2 separate regions of the Mus musculus genome follow, and region 2 is linked to region 1. The links are chromatin contacts, called in public capture Hi-C maps. All regions are on one chromosome and are shown on one strand. Each heading gives the region's core, a stretch centred on a gene start, on an enhancer-like site or on the middle of the called end of the contact. The rest is flanking DNA. Distances are from core to core; before and after follow the strand shown. Region 1 has its middle 74 kb from the start of Fbxl4. Region 2 has its middle 59 kb from the start of Gm31085.

Region 1 (2,700 bases), core at 141-2,640:
GTGAATAGTAGTTTTCATATCAAACACCAAGCCTTGTACTTCACCTTTATTATTTCGCTGAATTTTTAACAACAGGCTTATAAAGTTATCCTGTTATGGAAGAGAAGATAGACTTGGAATGTCATAAGGTTATATGGTGTAGATATAAGCCTTCTATCAGCAGGTAGTCCTGGAAGGCTGTAGTGAGAACTCATGCTCTGTCTTTTGTCTTTGGGAAGGCTGTAATTTAGAAAAAAAAAAAAAAAAAGACAGCCATGATTCAAACCATTCATTTTGTTCACTTGCATTGCTATGATGGAATACCATTGATTGGCTAACTTAAAAAAGAAAAAGAAGAACCATTTCTCATAGTTTTGATGGTAGTGAAATCCAATGTTAAGTGGCCAATGTCTGGTGGGGAATTCTTATGACCACCTTCCATGGCGGAAAGTAAAAGAGAAAGAGCAAAAAACAACCAATAGTAACTTACTGTGCAATGACCGGCCTTGAAATAGTAACCTAGCCTGCAATGGCCACACCCTGCAAATCAAACACCCTTTTCATGACAAGATCACGTCCTAGAGGTCCCATTCTGCCAAGGATCAGCCTTAGCTTGGAGAAGGGTTCTGAGAGAAGGGGTGTCTGGGACTGCTGAAAAGAACAACTGGAAGACGACCTGTGTTCTGCTTCATACAACCTTGTTCCAGCCTGCGTCTGTCTAGGTTCAACTTTCTGGAGATCTCTATCCATGTCCTGCTTGCTTGTGTCAGTTCTCCAAGCTGTTCTCTCTTTTATCTTAAAAAAATTCTCTGAATAGCTCCTCTCCTGCAGAACACAGGTCCAGTCTTTTATTTACATATCAATCCAGTCATTTACTCCAGGTTTCCTTTTGATTGCCTTATAATTCCACATCACATCCTGTGAGGCCAACCCTTTGGTTTTTAGGAGACAGCAAGCATATCTTTTTTTCTTATCATTCCAAAAGAATTCAGAGATCTGTCTTCCTTTGTTAAGAACAGAAGGTAAACTAGTAGAATGGAACCCTGCCCTGCAGCTACCATTTCCACCACGCCTGAGGCTAACATCTCTCTTTCCTAGGCTGACCCTGAACTCAAGAATCTATCTGCCTTTGAAAGCATAAACAGAAAACTCATCTATGTGGGACTTATGCAATCCCCACTCCCTAAATCTCTTATCTTCTTCCTGGGTAATTTCCATACAAGTTGGCTTACAGCAAAGCTGCTTTTGTTCCTTTAGATTTGTGAAGCTCCTCTTATGATTCATATTGCATCTTTATTTTTTACATAATTGAGAAAATATAAATTTTTGAGCGAATGTATTTAGAGCTCCTTCTCATAGCTTTAAGGGCTGTCCCAAAGCTCTCAGGTCTACTTTGCTGAGTCATAGCCACACCCTCAACTCCTGCTGTTTCTAATTATCATGGAATCATGAACCTTAATCAGGAGGACTTTCCTCTGAAGGAAAGAGTCCTCCACTGCCAGCAGGGGTTCCAGAAAATATGTATACTATTATACAAACTAGCCTTACACCCACAACAATCATCTACACTCATGGAGGCCGACACCAGAGCCCTGTTCCAGGGGCAGAAACCCGTGTCTCTCTGTCCCCACCACTGCTCAACAGTGTTGCATTGGTTATTACATTTCCAACACTTGAATGCCAAGGGAGATAATAAGATCACTTATTATTATTACTGTAACAATATGATCTGCTGCAATCCCAAGGATCTAACATTGAACTATGAAAGTACCAAGAGAAATTAGAAATAAGTGTGGGATGGGAGACAGTTATCAGGAGGACATTGCAGTCTAAATACTATAGAAGCAAGAAGGTTTGTTTCAGGGAATGTTGTATTATTTTGAAACAGCAGAACTTTAAATTTTATAATTTTTCTCTCTTTTTAAAGCTTGATTATATTCCATTGTGGAAATGTACATTTTCATCATCTATTCATCAGCAGATGGATATCTAGGCTATTTCTAATTTCTGGCTATTATGAATAGAGCAGTAGTGAACATGGATGAGTACATAGTTCTAGAGTAAAATATAGAGAATTTTGGGTATACGCCCAAAGGTGGTATAGCTGGATCTTGTATATTAATTTTCAGCTTTTTGAGGAACCTCCGTACTGATTTCCCGGGTGTCTATACGCATTGTCACTCCCACCAGCAATGGTAAGTACTCTCCTTCCCCACATCCTTGACAGCATGAGCTGTCCTTCATTCTATTGATCCTAGTCATTTTGAGGTAAGACATTCCCCTGGGGCAATGGATGGGTAGCTTTTCTTTAAGAGCTTCAGGTTACTTGTGTTTTGAGAACTCCCAGTTTATTTCTCTATTCCTGTTTTCATTGTGTTGTTTGGTTTTTTTGATATTCATTTTCTTTTTAGTTCTTTACATATTCTAAATACTAACTCTGTATCATATGCATAATTGGCAAAAATATTTTCCCTTTCTCTAGACTTTGCTTGAATTAATTACTGCTTATATTTCACTAAGAATTATGGGTGTGTTTAAATTGCTCATATGATTTTGATTTTACTTCAGTAAGTAAATAAATACATATAAGTAAATGTGTGTGTGAAGAAATCCATAAATTTTATACAGGTTTTCTAGTCTGGTGGAATGCAGAATTTAAAAGTATGTCCTCGTGATTCTCTGAATTTCATGTGTGTCTATTGTAATGTAACCTTTCTAACC
Region 2 (2,717 bases), core at 166-2,665, 1.3 Mb after region 1:
TTATCATATCATCCACAAATAGGGATATATTGATCTCTTCTTTTTCTATTGGAATCCCTTTGAACTCCTTTTGCTGTCTTATTGCTATAGGTAGTATTGATCTAGCTAGAACTTTGAGTACTATATTGAATTGATATGAAGAGAGTAGGCAGTTCTGTCTTGACCCAGATTTTAGTGGGATTGTTTCAAGTATCTATCCATTTAACTTGATATTGGCTGTTGATTTGCTGTATATTGCATTTATTATGTTTAGGTAAGTGCCTTTAATTTCTGATTATTTCATTACTTCTAACATGAAGGGCTTTTGTATTTTATAAAATGCTTTTTCAACATCTAATGAAGTGATCATATGTTGTTGTTGTTGTTTTCCTTTGAGTTTGTTTAAGTAGTGGTTTCCATTGATTTTCCATTGATGGATTTCTGTATATTGGACCATCCCTGCATCCCCAGGATGAAGCCTACTTAATTGTGGTGAGGGGTCATTTTGATGTATTCTTGGATTCAGTTTGTCAGAACTTTACTGAGTATTTTTCCATCAATATTCATAAGCAAAATTGGTCTGAAGTTCTTTTTCATTGTTGGGTCTTTCTGTGGTTTAAGTATCAAAGCAACTATGGCTTCATGGAATGAATTAGGTAGTGTTCCTTCTGTTACTAATTTATGGAATAGTTTGAGAAGTGTTGGTATTAGCTCTCCTTTGAAGGTATGATAGAATTCTTCACTAAAACCTTCTGGCACTGGTCTCGTTTGGGTTGGGAGTTTTTAATGACAGCTAATATTTCTTTAGGGGTTATAGGACTGTTTGCATGGTTTACCTGCTCTTGATTTAACTTTGTTTCAGAGTATCTGTCTGGAAAATCATCCATTTCATCTATATTTCCCAGTTTTGATGAGTATAGGTTTTTGTAGTAATATCTGATGACTTTTTTTTAATTTCCTCAGTTTCTGTTGTTTTTTCTTCTTTTTCATTTCTGATTTTGTTAATTTGGATACTGTTTCTGTGCTCTTTAGTTAGTTTGGTTAATGTTTTTTCTATCTTGTTGAATTTCTCAAAGAACCAGCTCTTGGTTTTGTTGATTCTTTGTATAGTTGTCCTTGTCTCTAACTGGTTGGTTTCAGCCCTGAGTTTGAATTTCCGGTAGCTGTCCAGCAGCCACAGAGAACTTGGTACATCTGAAAGGAGGCTGGAAATGAAAAAGGACAGGTGGCTGAGAGAAGAATGAAGCCAAGACAAAGGTTTCTGATCAAGGCTAAAAGTTTAATTTTCAGCTTTGCAGCAAATATAAGCAAAACCCTAATACCCATCCTTTGTTTCAGCTGGATTCTGTTGCAAAGCAAGCTCAGCAGGAGGTCAACTCTTCCAGGCTCTGGTAGGGAAATGCAAATAAGACAAGGCCAGGTGCTGACTCAGCCAGGCTGTAAAACCAGTAGAAGTTTGTTTAGCCTATTCAAGGCTGGAGGAAGGACACAATTTTCTGTCTCTATTCCTCTTGGGTGTGTTTGCTTCTTTCTGTTCTAAACCTTTCAGTTGTGCTGCTAAGCTGCTTGTATGGGTTGTTGAAATCTCCCACTATTATTGGGTGAAGTTCAATGTTTGTTTTGAGTTTTAGTAAACTTTCTTTTATGAGTATGGATGACCTTGTGTTTGGGGCATAGATGTTCAGAATTGAGACTTCATCCTTTTGGATTTTTCATTTGATGAATATAAAGTGTCTCTACTGGCTAGTTTTGTGTCAACTTGACACAGCTGGAGTTATCACAGAGAAAGGAGCTTTAGTTGAGGAAATGCCTCCATGAGATCCAACTGTAAGGCATTTTCTCAATTAGTGATCAAGGAGGAAGACCCCTTGTGGGTGGGACCATCTCTGGGCTGGTAGTTTTGTGTTCTATAAGAGAGCAGGCTGAGCAAGCCAGGGGAAGCAAGCCAGTAAAGAACATGCCTCCATGGCCTCTGCATCAGCTCCTGCTTTCTGACCTGCTTGAGTTCCAGTTCTGACTTCCTTCGTGATGAACAGCAGTATGGAAGTGTAAGCTGAATAAATCCTTTCCTCCCCAACTTGTTTCTTGGTCATGATGTTTGTGCAAAAATAGAAACCCTGACTAAGACAGTGTCCTTCCCCGGTTGATAACTTATAGTTGAAAATCTATTTTATTAGATATTAAAATTGCTAATTCAGCTTATTTCTTGGGATCATTTGCTTGAAAAACTTTTTTCCAGTCTTTTACCCTGAGATAGTGCCTGTCTTTGCCATTCAGGTGTGTTTCCTGTATGCAGAAAAATGCTGGATTTTACTTGAATATCCAGGTTGTTAGTCATGTCTTTTAATTGGGGAATTGAGTCCATTGATGTCGAGAGTTATTAAAGACAAGTGGTTGTTAGTTCCTATTATATTTGTTGTTAGAGATGGCATGTGTGTAATTCTTTTCTTTCGGGTTTGTTGTGAAACTTGTGATTTCTTCTTTGTTCTTTGGTGTAGATAACCTTTTTGTGTTGTAGTTTTCCTTCTATAGGGCTGGATTAGTAGATATATATTGTTTAAACTTAGTTAAGTCAGAGAATATTTTGTGTCCTCCATCTCTGATGATTGAGAGGTTTGCTGGATATAGTAGCTTGGGCTAGCATTTGAGTTCTCTTTGGGTCTGGATGACATTTGTCCAGGATCTTCTGGGTTTTAGAGTCTGTATTGAGAAGTCTGGTCTATTTCTTATAGGTCTGC

Evidence for each region. Capture Hi-C pulls out chosen DNA fragments and counts their contacts.
Region 2: a capture Hi-C map of embryonic stem cells shows a contact between it and region 1, with 5 times the contacts expected there. The contact joins two enhancer-like sites. A contact is called at or near these places in 1 of 115 datasets of contacts at active chromatin or transcription factors (embryonic stem cells) and 1 of 9 other capture datasets (embryonic stem cells).

Annotation. Positions count from the first base shown.
Region 1 is chr4:22,281,726-22,284,425 of GRCm38.p6, forward strand. No RefSeq gene overlaps it. Among named protein-coding and RNA genes, the nearest start is that of Fbxl4, 74 kb to the right of the region's middle. Within about 2 kb of position 1,391, at least 7 of the 459 cell types and tissues checked have an H3K27ac peak or open chromatin away from gene starts, as enhancers often do. A contact at or near this core is called in embryonic stem cells, where this site is marked.
Region 2 is chr4:23,571,841-23,574,557 of GRCm38.p6, forward strand. No RefSeq gene overlaps it. Among named protein-coding and RNA genes, the nearest start is that of Gm31085, 59 kb to the left of the region's middle. Within about 2 kb of position 1,416, at least 6 of the 459 cell types and tissues checked have an H3K27ac peak or open chromatin away from gene starts, as enhancers often do. A contact at or near this core is called in embryonic stem cells, where this site is marked.